Linked DNA regions of Mus musculus: all the other regions are linked to region 1. A link is a contact called in public HiChIP or PLAC-seq and promoter capture Hi-C data. All regions are on one chromosome and are shown on one strand. Each heading gives the region's core, a stretch centred on a gene start, on an enhancer-like site or on the middle of the called end of the contact. The rest is flanking DNA. Distances are from core to core; before and after follow the strand shown.

Evidence for each region. Promoter capture Hi-C pulls out the DNA fragments that hold promoters and counts their contacts. HiChIP or PLAC-seq counts read pairs in DNA pulled down with a chosen protein or histone mark. Capture Hi-C pulls out chosen DNA fragments and counts their contacts.
Region 2: a contact with region 1 is called in a FOXA1 HiChIP or PLAC-seq map of pancreatic cancer cells. The contact joins the promoter of Gpr146 here to the promoter of Lamtor4 in region 1. A contact is called at or near these places in 1 of 484 Hi-C or Micro-C datasets (the G1E-ER4 cell line) and 1 of 115 datasets of contacts at active chromatin or transcription factors (pancreatic cancer cells).
Region 3: a contact with region 1 is called in a promoter capture Hi-C map of pre-B cells, with 3 times the contacts expected there. The contact joins the promoter of 3110082I17Rik here to the promoter of Lamtor4 in region 1. A contact is called at or near these places in 8 of 39 promoter capture datasets (the C10 cell line, the HPC-7 cell line, cranial neural crest and 4 more) and 1 of 9 other capture datasets (liver).
Region 4: a contact with region 1 is called in a promoter capture Hi-C map of liver. The contact joins the promoter of Zfand2a here to the promoter of Lamtor4 in region 1. A contact is called at or near these places in 1 of 484 Hi-C or Micro-C datasets (B cells) and 2 of 9 other capture datasets (liver and pancreatic islet).
Region 5: a promoter capture Hi-C map of liver shows a contact between it and region 1, with 3 times the contacts expected there. The contact joins the promoter of Ift22 here to the promoter of Lamtor4 in region 1. A contact is called at or near these places in 1 of 39 promoter capture datasets (liver) and 1 of 9 other capture datasets (liver).

The regions. Positions count from the first base shown.
Region 1 is chr5:138,254,218-138,256,917 of GRCm38.p6, forward strand. Lamtor4 (late endosomal/lysosomal adaptor, MAPK and MTOR activator 4) reads left to right here and starts at 1,265. Exons shown (of 4, transcript NM_001081108.2): 1 at 1,265-1,586; 2 at 2,036-2,116. The coding sequence starts at 1,584.
Region 2 is chr5:139,379,311-139,382,010 of GRCm38.p6, forward strand. Gpr146 (G protein-coupled receptor 146) reads left to right here and starts at 1,329. Exons shown (of 2, transcript NM_030258.5): 1 at 1,329-1,433. The region is part of intron 2 of 3110082I17Rik (RIKEN cDNA 3110082I17 gene); the gene reads right to left.
Region 3 is chr5:139,459,095-139,461,794 of GRCm38.p6, forward strand. It overlaps 3110082I17Rik (RIKEN cDNA 3110082I17 gene), which reads right to left and starts at 1,440. Exons shown (of 5, transcript NM_028469.3): 1 at 1,375-1,440.
Region 4 is chr5:139,483,154-139,485,853 of GRCm38.p6, forward strand. It overlaps Zfand2a (zinc finger, AN1-type domain 2A), which reads right to left and starts at 1,338. Exons shown (of 7, transcript NM_001159908.1): 1 at 1,124-1,338.
Region 5 is chr5:136,906,738-136,909,437 of GRCm38.p6, forward strand. It overlaps Ift22 (intraflagellar transport 22), which reads left to right and starts at 1,413. Exons shown (of 5, transcript NM_026073.3): 1 at 1,413-1,533. The coding sequence starts at 1,495.

The sequences.
Region 1 (2,700 bases), core at 15-2,514:
GAAGAAACTCTCTGCTCTGCCCAGAACTCTGTCTGTTCGTAGTTGTCTTAAAGGGACTTCCTCAGGTAGTTTTGGCTGGATACTTGGATACTTGAGTACCTGATTTGATGGAAATTGATGTGCTTCTCTCTCTCTCTCTCTCTCTCTCTCTCTCACTCACTTTATAAAGTCACTCGTTCAAAATAAAAATTGTGGCTACTGTAGACCATTCTCTGGATTGTACAAAGCAGCTGTTGATATTTGTATACCCACTTCAGAGCAATGGTGCCAAGCACCTTTGCCCGCTGAGCCACTTTGCCAGCCCTACTTCAATTTTTTGGTCATGATGATTGAATCTGGGGCCTATGCATGCTAGGCAAGTTTTGAAACGATAGCTACAGCCTTGCCTCATTTTCTCTAATTAGCTGCTGCTTCTACAAGATGATTTGGGGTGGACGACTTTCTTTGTTTAGTGCTGTGGGTACAGACCCACACCCAGTATGCATAAGGCCCTGACTTTGCTTCTTGGCACTGAAAATAAATGGGGTGGGGGATATAATTCACTAATTTAGTGTACAACTTAGTAACTTCGGCACATTCACAAAGATATGCAGACTTCAATATGAATTCCAAAAAGCTTAAATCACATGCCCTGCCATACCCTCATTAATAAGCACTTCCTATTTTTTCTTGCCCCACTACCAACTAGTAATTGCTTTCAGTTTTTCTGTATTTGCAAGAAGTGTATGTGTTTTAATCAGGATCTTGGTAGGTAGCTCAGGCCTCAGTCTGGCACTGAACTCCCTATTCAGCCCAATCCTCGGCCTCTCAGGCTTTAAACTAGGATTACAAGCATTCGGCAATAGTCACAGCTAAGCGTCTTACATAGATGGGACCACATAATATATAGCCTTATGAACCTGCCCTTTCACAACCCGTCCTTTTGGTTGGGTCTGAGCCTCTGAAGGCTGAGTGGTCTCTGAAGCCATCTCCCTGGCCTGCTTTCTCTTGTTTTGGAGATTCTCAAGCTGCATTTGGTGTCAGGACATTATCATCTTGTATTGATCTTACACTACTGTGTGTACACAGCAAATTTGATTTACTCATTCATAGCCATATTTGGGCCGATCCACTCTTAACACATATACTCAAGGCAGAAAGTTAACACGTGAACAGCTTTTCACGTGTAAACCAAACCATCGTCTTTCACATTGGTACATTAGTTTCTCTTTTCAGGTTGAACAGTGACACCTAAGACTCCTCTTACATCACCGGACTGTTCTACTTTCTTCTTGGAAGCCACCGGCAGATGCATATTCCTATTGCAAAGGATAGAAGCAGTGCACGTTCGTGTGGCGACACTGCCCCGCGACTCTCCGGACAACTCTCGCAGGCAAATCCTGAGGGGCGGGGAAATGCAACCAATCCACGAATGTGTTCGGAAAGCGGGGCTCCGCAGTGGTTGATAAAGTATAATGACATACCCGCCATCCAATCCTCAAGCGAAGGGCTGGGCTACAGTCAGCTGGTGAAACCACCTGACCCGAGCCTGGAGCCGGAAACTACCTATCCGGCAGACTGCTTACACTGCACCTACGGCTGCGATGGTGAGTGTGGACGCATGCGCGGGTGTGCACGCCTGCGGTTCCGCGTCCCTGTTTTCCGAGCTTCTGTTGCCACCTTATGGCTTGCATTTCACTGTCACCTCCAGTCCACCCTGGGACCGAAAGGGAACAGAGATGGGAGGGAAGCGACAGGGAGGGCTGGAGAAGGAAGGCTCCGCTACCGGGTGTTCTGCAGCGGGGGAGTAGTCTAGATGGCACAAGGGGCGGGGCATAAGGGGACTGGAGTGGGAAGGGACATGAGGAGGGGTTGAGGGGCTAGGAAGGCCTCCTGGGTCACCTACATGACAAGTGGAAGAGCTCAGAGGTCCAATAGTGACCGTGGATGGAGACTCAGTGTTACAAGCCATTATGAGGGCCTTGGAAGGCTCATATCCAGGAGGGAGATGGGTTTGCAAGGCTGTCATGATTCTCCTTGTCTCTTTACCCTCTAGACTTCCGCACTGACCCAAGGGCTGGAGCGAATCCCAGACCAGCTTGGCTACCTGGTGCTGAGCGAAGGTGCAGTGCTGGCGGTGCGTTGTGGGAAAGCAAAGCGTGGGGTGGAGGGTGTGTGTGTGTGTGTGTGTGGGGGGGTCCTTTGGGGACACACAGCCCAGAAATCCCTTCAAATATTTCCAAGTTGTCTCTTTTTGTCTTCTCTGTGGTTCCTTGCTTGCCATATAGTAAGCTTTATGTAGTATTTGGATATGTGGTATAAAAGCTAATTACCAAAAGGTTGGGGAGGTAGCTTAGTACGGAGAATGAGTTGCCTAGCATGCACAGAGCCTTCTCTTCAATCCCAATACTGCATAAAACCAAACAGAGTGTAGTCCCAGCACTTGGAAGGTGGAAACAGTGGGTTAGATGTTCAGGCTTATCTTTGGCTACATATCAAATTCAATCACAACCTGGACTACATGTAACTCAGCCTCAAAAAACAACAAACAAACCATTACCCAAGTTATACAATTAGTTAGTTAGTTGTAGTTTGTTTTTATTTGTTAAATTCTTGTAGGGACGCACGTATGGGTGCCACAGGGGGTGAAAGTTCGAGGACACTTTGGAGTGAATTCTCCTGCCATGTGGGTCTTGAGGATTGAACTCAGGTCATCAGGCA
Region 2 (2,700 bases), core at 79-2,578, 1.1 Mb after region 1:
CACGAGGTCAGACAGCAATTCACACACCCTACCATGTCCAAGATGTCTAGCTCGGGGACATGCCTGCTCAATGGGAGGACCGCCCGCAGCCGAGTCGGCGGCTGGGCCCTCTTACTCTGAACATCTGTGCTGTGCTTCGGGTGGTGCAGAGCAGGCAGCCAGTGGGGCCTTGCACTAGGAGGGTGCTCGGTTCACCAGCAGCACTCCCCAGTTGTGAGTGAAACCTCACAGGAACCCTCTGGAAGGCCCAGGAACCCTGACACTTCAGAGTCTCACCAGGAATCCTGAGGGTCAATTATTTATGGTTTACTTTCATTTTAGATTATGTGCCTATGGAGCCCAGAGGTCCACCTTGGCCATCATTCCTCAGGTGCTGTCCACCTTGTTTTTTATAAGACAGGGTTGGCTTTTTGGGGGTGGGGGTGGTTGGTGGCCTGAAATGTGAAAGTTAGATAGGCTGGCCCAAAGGGCCCCAGCGCCTGCCACCTCCCTAGCACTACAAGCACATGCTACCACACTCAACCTTTCTGACATGGGTTCTGAGGGATCAAACATAGGTCCTCCTGCTTGCAATTGGGCCAACAACTCCAGGACCCTCCCCCCACTTTTGACAGTCTTACTTTGCAACCCCAGTTGGCCCAGAATTTGCTATGTAAGCTACAACAGCCTTGGATTTATGGCAGTCCTTGCTCTGCCTCTTGAGTGCTGAGATTATAGATGGGCACCATCATGCCCAGTTAGGCTATCTGTGTGTGTGTGTGTATTTTGTTGTTGTTACTCTTTGTTTTTTAAGATCTCATGTATCCCAGGATACCCTTCAGGTGACTATGTAGCCAGGGACAGCCTTGAACTTCTGATCCTCCCTGCTCTATCTCCTGAGTGTTGGGACTACATGTATGCACGCACCACTACCCCTGGCTTATGTGGTGTTGAGGACTAAACGCCGGGCTTCCTGACTGTTAGGCAAATACTCTAAATGGCACCATTCCCACTTTCATGTTGGACAGCAGCTACACAGTGGGTCGGAGCTGTTTTCTCCGGACAGCTCCACTTAGACGCCTCTAGGACCGGGGAAGCACAGGTCGGGGAAATTACAAACTTTAATGGGGGCAGGTGCGCCGCCCTCCAGCATTAAGGCGGCCGGCCGTGGCTGGCCAAGGGGATTGTCCGTTCGGACTGGGGGCGGAGCCTGCGGGAACTAAGCACCGGTTCCAAGAAAAGGGCGGAGCCACCGAGCTGTGGGTCGGGAGAGAGGGCAGGGCCTGACGGCGTTGCTCGGCGGGCGGGGGCGGGACCACGCGAGCAGCCCCCGGGGGCGGGACGGGGTCACGTGTGTACACAGCCCCCACGGCGTGCGCGCCGTGAGCTCCGCTGCCTCCTGCAAGCCCAGCTGCCCGCCCGCGGCCGGTGCGCGGGCCGCCGCCCAGCGAGCGGTGAGTGGGGCCCGGGGAGGGGAGCCCCTAATGCTCTGTTCCAGGCGGGAGGAGACCGCGCCAGGCTGCGCTGGGTGGACGCCAGGGACAGGGAGTGTGGTCCTGAACCCGCGGCGGGCGGTGGGTTTGCTGCCCGAGGAGGCGGACGGGCTCTCCTAGGACGCTACGGTTACCATCTTCGTCCCTTCTGTTGGTTAAGAGCGTCAGGACATTTGGAACCCGTGCGTAGAGATAGCGGAACTTGCGCCATCGGCCCTGAACATTCATCGGGCACGGGAGGCAGTACCAGCAACTAGAACCCCAAGTGAAGGGATACAGTTTCTTCGGTCCTCAGGCTTGCTGACTAGGACTAACTTAGTACCCGCTGTCCAGAACAGCACCTGCCAATTTAGCGCGCCCCGGTCTGTGATTATGTTCTTGCGAGCTGCATTCCTATTCTCGTCCTGATCCAGCAACCTGACATCTATGTCCACCTCCATGTATCAGAGGCACTGATAACCTGGGGTTAAGCTAGCTTGAAAGAACTATAAGTTAATCCTATTGAAACGCCTCTGGACGTGTCCTGAGGCCACTCCACCCATAGGGGACCAGGCACTATCTCTGTGAGTGCAAGGAAACACTATTAATAATTACACTAAGGGTACAGTCACATTATCCTAACCTGCCATGTAAGTCTTTGAAGAACAACCACAAGGTCCAGATTTCCAAACTAGAACCTCTGGTTGCTCCCAGGGTACAGTGTATCAGTGTCCCCGTGACTCTTTTTTTTTTTTTTTTTTTTTTTGGTTTTTCGAGACAGGGTTTCTCTGTGTAGCCCTGTCCTGGAACTCACTTTGTAGACCAGGCTGGCCTCGAACTCAGAAATCCGCCTGCCTCTGCCTCCTGAGTGCTGGGATTAAAGGCGTGCGCCACCACGCCCGGCTCCCCGTGACTCTTGAATGGGCTCATGAAGAAAGCTGCGACACATCCAGCTAAACCTAATGTGGGGATGCATGGGGATTTAGGTCAGAATGTGTAGGCTGAGTAGTTGGGAGGGGATGCCTGTGTGGTTCACAGACTGGAGGAGACTCTTGCAGCTCCCTGGGCATTCTCTCCTTCCTTACCCCACAATGTCCTAGCATAATCCCCTCCTTTAATGACCCAAACATACTGAGACATGAAGCCAAGCCCTTGGGGGAGTGAGATCTGTGCTCACAAGTGAGGCTCCTGTTTTCCTTAACCTGCCCTAGTTACTTGCTCCTGCCTGCAGCCTCTCAGCTTCCCTGTG
Region 3 (2,700 bases), core at 190-2,689, 1.2 Mb after region 1:
CCACCACCACAGAATAACTCTGGCAATTATACAATAAAAGAATTTGGGCACCAGGTGGGGTGGTGCACACCTTTAATCCCAGAGCTCTAGAGGCGGAGGTGGGAAGATCTCTGTGAGTTCGAAGCCAGCCTGGTATACAAAGGGAGTCTAGGACAGCCAGGGCTTGCTATACAGAGAAACCTTCTCTCAAAAAACAAAACAAAAACCAAACAAAAGAAGTGGTGGGGGAGGGGGAGAAAGCAATATGGTTCAGCAGGTAAAGGCGCTTGCCACTAAGCCTGAAGACCTGAGTTCCGTCCCTGCCTAGCCTGTCGAGTCCACTGTCACATACAAGGTAGATGGCTGCTGGGGACCACCTAAAGTTGACCTCTGGCACACACACACACTGCAAACTCTAGAATGGGCAAAGGTCTTGAACAAACAGTGAAGAACATGAAAAGATGCCCAATGTCACTAGTCCTTTAGGAAATGAAATCCAGAGGCACTGACTGCTGCTTCATGCAGCAAGGAAATAAGAAGACAGAGGGCTAGGAGTTCTCAGTGGGTAAAAGCACCTGCCGAACAAGCCTGATAATATGAGTTCGATTCCTGGGACTTACATAAAAAGCTGGATGCAGTGTGTGAATCTGTCGTCTCGTCTCTCCTATGGTGAGATGGAAGGCAGAGACAGGGGGGTAAGCCTGGGGTACACAGTGCAGCAGCAGAAACCAGAAAGACTATGCCTCAGCAAGCTCAAAGAAGGAACAAGACTCCCTTAAATTATCTCCATGGTACCTAAGACCATTAGTAAGAGATCTTCTACAGTCAAAAACCTGGGCTCCCTAGATCTGGGATTCTTATTCTGGCCCCCGTTTCTTCCCAGAGCCTTGAGTGACACCGATACAGAAAAGGAACCCAAAGAATCTTTTTTTTTTTTTTTTTTTTTTTGAACGGAGTCTCATTTAGAAGACATGGCTAGACCGAGCTAGCGGCAATTTTTTTCAGTCCCAGCCTTCAGGATACTGAGACCACAGCTGTGTACCACCACACCCAACTTGTAAGAATGGATACATGGAAGGACTGTTGGGTGCATGAATAAGTGGGTGGGTGGATGAAGGATATAGATGAATGGATGGGTGGGTGCCTGGATGAATAGGTGGGTGGACGGATGGATAATTGGGTAGAGGAGTGGATGGACGTTTAAGTAGACGGAGGAGTGGACGAATGGCTAAGTGGTCGCCTGTATCAACAGGGGTAAATGGGTAGGTGGGTGGTTGAATAGATCTCTGGAAATCCACGTGGAGAGCTGCGCAGAGACGCACAGCCCGGCCCAGGACCGCGTCTCCCCGGGCGGATGCGACAACCCCCCGTCACCCCACCCTACCCAGCACGCACCTGCAGCTCCCACTCTCGCACACCTCTGCCACGCGCCTCCACCACCAGCTCAGCAGGTTCCGCGCCGTCCCGCCCTCAGAAGATCAGCGCTATCCATTGGATCGGGAAGGCGTCCATCTTCCAGCCAGCCAATGGCCGCCGCATGGGAGGGCGCAGCCCTGGCGCAGGATATTGGCGTCATCTCTCTGAGCTGAGAGCGCAGTCAGTTGCCAGGGCAACACCTGGTGGCGTGGGCACGTGCGGCCGAATTCTGGCCGCTGGTGCTGGGCTGAACAGATAGAACACCTCTCAGAGAATTCCAGCAGGTAAAGTTAGAATATCCGAGGGGTGCCGGGCTTGGAGGTGCACGCCTTTCGTCCCAGCCCTAGGGAAGCTAGGAAGAAGGATTAGGAGTTCAAGGCTATCCTCCGCTGTGTAGGGAGTTCAAAGTCGGACCCTGTTGTAGCCTATAATCCCAGCACCAAAGAGATAGAGGGAGGAGGATCAGAAACTCGGGGTCTTCTCGAGATTCATAAAGGCCAGTGAGATGCCTCCGACGGTAAAAGTGTTTATTGTAAAGCTTGGTAACGTTAGTTTGATGTCCAGGATCCATAAATCGGAAGGAAAATCAATTCCCACAAGCTGTCTTCTGACCTCTAAACACACACACACTAAATAAGTAAATATGTACATTTCATAATATATGTATGTGTACACACACACACACAAAGTAGTGAAGAAGTAATGTAAAGGGTCTGGCATAGCTGTCACTGGCCTTGTAACAGGGCCATAGACCTTAGTAGGCCACCAGACCTTAGCACACTGACTCCACATTGGAAGTACCATGAGGCTGTAAAACTTAGCAGCACATAGACAGCACCACCTGCCCAAACTAAAACAAGGGCCTAGTCCATCAGAGTCCATATAGTGCTGGGAAAGTCTCAACACACACTAACCTTGCTTTCCAGCCTCTCTAGTTCCACTTCTGGTTTACTCTTCTTTTTAACTGTGTGTCAACTCGGAACATGGTTTTAGTGCTTAAAAAATCACCTGGAAAAAGGCTCAGTGCTACACTAGGATTCCATCACCCAGTGTAGTTGCTGGACAGCTAATAAAGATTTTCTATTGGCTTAAACCATGTCTAGCAGTCTTCTCTTCAGAGTACCCCACAACAGCCTTTAATTCCAGCATTGGGTCAGAGGCAAGTGGATCTCTACAAGTGTGAGGCCAGCCTGGTCTACATAGTGTGTTCCAGGTTAGCCAAGGCTTAGTGAGACCCTGCTTCAAAATGACAAAATTACAGATGGAGTGGGTGTGATTTATTGCTGATGCTGCTAGCCAACTAAG
Region 4 (2,700 bases), core at 88-2,587, 1.2 Mb after region 1:
CAGTCTCAACTCCTCAATACACTTGTTGACATCAACAAGATTCGGTGCCAGGTGCTAAGTGGCATCAGTTGACTATGCTCCCCAGAGTAGGCTGTCCCTTGCCTCTCCCTCCCTCATGCCTTCAGTTTTACTTTGTGCACACGCCATAATGACATCAGGCCAGGGCCGATCAAGGCAAGCGGCACTTTAATTAACCACAAGAAACAGACAAGCAGAGAGGCTGGCATCCCGGAGACCAGGCTTGAAGCAAAGTCTCCTCCAAGTCCTGTCACCTATCAAATGACTCGAAACTCTTGCACTTTCCACAGGTCAAGTCCCCAAAGAGCTTTTCACATCTTTCTATTACTTTCTCTGCTGGGAACTTCTTATCTACTCCTTGTTGAGAACTCTCAGGCTTCAGAAGACATCTATTTGACTTGTCAAGGACCAGTCTACAGTGTCACTTCCTCAAACGTCACCTCTAACACCTCTAAGCCAATTCACTTCCCACCCTTCCCCCTTCCTTTCCTACTGCATTTAGTGGTTAGGGTGGATCTCATTCCTGTCGGGGAGGAAACCTTTTAAGTCGTGCACAACAGAATCCGCATTATGAAATGTTTTTGTTCAAAGCAAGCAGCACGTGACGTATTACCAAATGACCACCGACTGTTTCTTTTCTCCCCCCCCCCTTTTTTAAACAGGGGGCCGGGGGCCTAGGACAGACGCTATTTTGTAGTGCTGGCTGTCCCTTAACCCGTTTTGTAGATCACTTTGGCTATCAACTCGGAGATCCGCCTGTCTCTGCCTCTGGAGTGCAGGGATTAAAGGCACGAGCCACCATGCCCTGCTAGTAGACTGTTTCATGAAAGTGTGTCTCACTACTTAGCTCAGGTTAGCCTGGAGCTTGTGATCTAATAACTCAACTCCCCAGCGCTGAGACTACAGGCCTGCAACAACCACTATGCCTGGCTGCCGCGACAATGGCTCAGGGCAGTTGACCTGGGGATGTGAGATGTCACTGTGCTGAGACAGTAACTCCTTGATGGCCAGGCCACGAGAAATCACAGCGCGGAGACGCCAGCCCCTAGTTCACCAGCTCCCCGGGCCCCAGCGGCCCGCAACCACACCGGTACCTGGCACTCACGGGTAGTCAGAGGCGGAGACAGACAAGCGGTGCCCTTTGTGGTTATCCCGGTGACACCGCAGTAGAAACTGCAGCTCCAATCGCCGCGAAGCGCCCGACTTCTCTCAAGGCCGGAAAGCGTAGCATTGCCCCTGCAGCAGCCTGGGCCATTTATCCCCAGCCGACAGATCCAGAGTCATACATCCTGGGCGTTCCCGGCGCGCTCTGATGACGCCACACCAACACCAACCAATCCCCTAACATCTAGAGTCGGCCCGCCAGCGCGCCCAAAATGTCATCGAAGGCCAGCCAATTCCTTCGTGTTATGACCCCCAGAGGGCTGGGCGCCGTGATGACGTCACTTACATGTCACCAATCCAGCAGTTCTACGGCCTTTTCGTCCCTCCCTATCCCCCCGCCTATTTTCTAGAACAGTCAGGCAACATCTCTAGCTTAGGCTGAGTCGTGGTGAGGCAGCTCTGGGTGAGGTGACAGGCTTGCCTGTACCTGAGAGCCTGAGACAGGACCCGGCCGGACGTGAGAATCCTGTGTCTCAGTAGGAGTTCCCTGAGGGCTGGGATCGCGGTATGCACAGATTGATGGCCCATTTGTGAAGCTGTAAGGATCCCAGGACTCGGGGAGGCAGAACGCCAGGGACAGGTCATCTGAACAAACATGCCTTGGAAAAGTGAGGTCCAGTCTACAGAAGAATTACAAGATGATACCCAAAATGCCTGTATCTCTGTTACCAGAGTTGCTGGAGCACGGACTATGCATGTGATTTAAGAAAGATGTTCAGGGCTGGTGAGATGGCTCGGTGGGTAAGAGCACCCGACTGCTCTTCCGAAGGTCAGGAGTTCAAATCCCAGCAACCACATGGTGGCTCACAACCATCCGTAATGAGATCTGACTCCGTCTTCTGGAGTGTCTGAGGACAGCTACAGTGTACTTTAAATAAATAAATAAATAAATAAATCTTAAAAAAAAAAAAAGAAAAAAAAGAAGAAGAAGAAAGAAAGAAAGAAAGATGTTCAAGCCGGGCGGTGGTGGCGCATGCCTTTAATCCCAGCACTCGGGAGGCAGAGGCAGGCGGATTTCTGAGTTTGAGGCCAGCCTGGTCTACAAAGTGAGTTCCAGGACAGCCAGGGCTACACAGAGAAACCCTGTCTCGAAAAAAACCAAAAAAAAAAAAAAAAAAGAAAGAAAGATGTTCAAGTGTTGCTGACCCAAGCTCGAGAATACCAAAGATCTGTGGGCTAGGCTAATAGACCCAGAATACTACTGCTCTGTCCTGATTATTTATGTTTTTAATTAATTATTTATTTATTTCTCAATCTGACATAAACTGAGAAGAGGAGACCACAGTTCAGGAAATAACCTCTATAAGATTGGCCTAGGAAGTACTTTTAAGTTAGTCATTAATATGGAAGGGCTGAGCTCCTTGCGAGTAGTACCACCCCTAGGCTGATTATCCTAGGTGCTATAAGAAAGTAAAAATCAGGCCAGTTGGATGTGTACACCTATAATCGCAGCATGTGGGAAGCAGAGGCAGGTGGCTCTCCTAGTTCTTGTCCAGCTTGGCCAACATTACTTTTTGC
Region 5 (2,700 bases), core at 163-2,662, 1.3 Mb before region 1:
GAACACAAAGTTCCCTTCAAATTTTCCAGGTTGTTGTAAAGAAATAATTTTCCTGAGGGGGTCTCTTGTCTTTTGAAACTTTTAAATTTTTTTTCTTTTTTCTTTTTTATTTATTTATTTATTATATGTAAGTACACTATAGCTGTCTTCAGACACTCCAGAAGAGGGAGTCAGATCTTGTTACGGATGGTTGTGAGCCACCATGTGGTTGCTGGGATTTGAACTCTGGACCTTCGGAAAAGCAGTCGGGTGCTCTTACCCACTGAGCCATCTCACCAGCCCTAAATTTTTTTTTTCAATGCATGCGAAAGAATGTATGTAATACATTGCCACTCTGGAACAAGAGCAATAAAATTAACCACCCGCGATTAATATAATGGTGCTTAAAAGTATGAAAGCCGGGGCTGGGGAGATGGCTCGGAGTTTAAAGCACTGACTGCTCTCAGAGGAGCCCCGACTTTGGTTTCCAGCATCCATTTTGGGCAACTGAACTTCCATAACTCTAGCTCCAGGGCACTTCCTTCTGGCTTCCACAACCACCTGCACTTTTGTATACGTGTGTGTATGTGTGTGTGTGTGTGTGTGTCCACACGCGCGCGTAGGTTTTGATTTTTTTTTTTTTTTTTTTTTTTGTTTTTAATATGAAAAAACTCAGAGAATGACCGAAATGTCAAAAGAACACACACACTGGTTTGGAGAAGCTTCTCCGCCGCCAAGAACAATCTCAGCATCAAAATAAATAATGACAGGGCTGCAAAGTGACTCATCAGGTAACGGCCGGAACCACCAAGCCTGAAATGGTGGTGGGAGAAGAAAACTGAGTCCTATGGCTTGTCCTCTGATCTTCACATATGTATCATGGCGGACACACATACACGCAGATAGATGATGATTGATTGATAGATATAACCTTTTAAATTGAAAAAAAAGTTGGGAGTCGAGAGTGGTGACACATGCCTTCAATGGTATTAAAGTTGGGGGGGCAAAGGCAGGTGGATATCTTTGAGTTTGAGGCCAGCAGGTCTACATGCGAGTTGGACTGGGGATATGGTGTCAATGACAGAGCGCTTTCCTAGGATTGATGACCACCTGAGTTCAATCTCCAGCATCCACCGCGGAAATAAAAGAAAACCAAAATCACAGTACTGTTTTCCAGGCAAGTTTAGCAGCTCCCTTAATCTATGGAGCGTTCAGGAAGACCGGGAGAAATAAAGCAGGTTGGAGCCTGGCTCTTGTACCCCTTCCAGAACGCTCAGGTTGCAGTTAGCAGGACCAGCTTTGCCTTTTCTCTTTTGGTCCTCCTCAGCTTCCATCGTAGGCCACTTTTCCAGGCTCCCGGAACTGTCAGGGTTTCCTGGGCTACTGCGCAGCTGTTCCCGGTCGCCGTGGAAACTGACCAGCCAATCAGAGCATGCGGCCCAGACTGGCGGACGCGGCGGGGAGCTTAGCGCGCTTTGGTGGTGGGCTTCCGCGGGTTCGTGTTAACGGACAGCGATGCTGAAGGCTAAGATCCTCTTCGTGGGCCCCTGCGAGGTAACTCAGGGCTCGGGGGCTCCCTAGAACTGGGGTTGTTCTCAGGAGGTGCAACTTTGTACCAGCAACCCCACTGAGGGCGGCAGCTGGCGCTACCGTGACCAGGCCTTCATCCAGTTCACCCCTCCCAAGTAGTGGAGGAGAATATTGAGGTACCCAGGTCTCAAGGGCAGCGGAAATAAGGGGCGCCTCATGACTTCCCCTCCGAACCTTCCGTGCAAAAGGAATGTGTCCATGAGATTAGAAAACTAGATATTTTCAATATAGGGACTTGGAGCAAGTGGTTATTAATATGAGGAAGTCACTCTATATGTGATTCACCGAATTAAAGTTCAGATGGACCGAAACTAAACATGCAAATAAGTTAACTGTAGAAGGAAGCTGGGTGCAGTGTCCCATGCCTGTAATAATACCAGGACTCAGCAGGCAGTGGAGGAGTGATCACAAGTTTAAGGCCAGCCTGGGCTATGTATTGAGTTCTGGGACAGCCTGAGCTACAATGTGACATGTCTCCGATAACAAAATTAGATAGATAGATAGATAGATAGATAGATAGATAGATAGTAGAATTCGGGAATTACCTACATGGTTAAAGTTCAAATCCTTGGGTCCCAGCTCAGAAGGTTAGCTTAATAATGTGATCTTCATCTGAGGTTATTGGCTGATGGACCAAACATGAGAACCAATGTACATTCATAGGTGACTATATGGTGAAGATATGTTTTTAATCCTAAGTTAGGAGGCTGGGGTAGAGCTGGGTGATAGGATGTTTGCCTAGCATACAGGAATCCCGGGGTTCAATCCTCTTCATATAAAACATTCATGGTGGTACATGCCTCAGTTTCAGGGTTTGGAAGGTAGAGAGGCACGATGATTGACAGTTCAAGGCCACAGCCCGGGCTACAATAGCAAGTCTGAAGCCGGCCTGGGATACGTGAAACCTGTCAGAGAAAGAAGTTGCTAAGTATGCACAGAAGCAAAGGAGGATTGAGCCATGTGTGGCGCAGGCCTGACACCTCAGCATACAAGACACTCAGGGTTGCCACAAGTTTGAGACCAGTCTGGACCATATAGGAGTGTTGAGTCTAGCCTGGGGCAGAGAGGAGGAGAAGGCTTAAAAGAAAGGAGGGGCTGGAAAGACAGCTTGGTGACTAAGAACACATACTG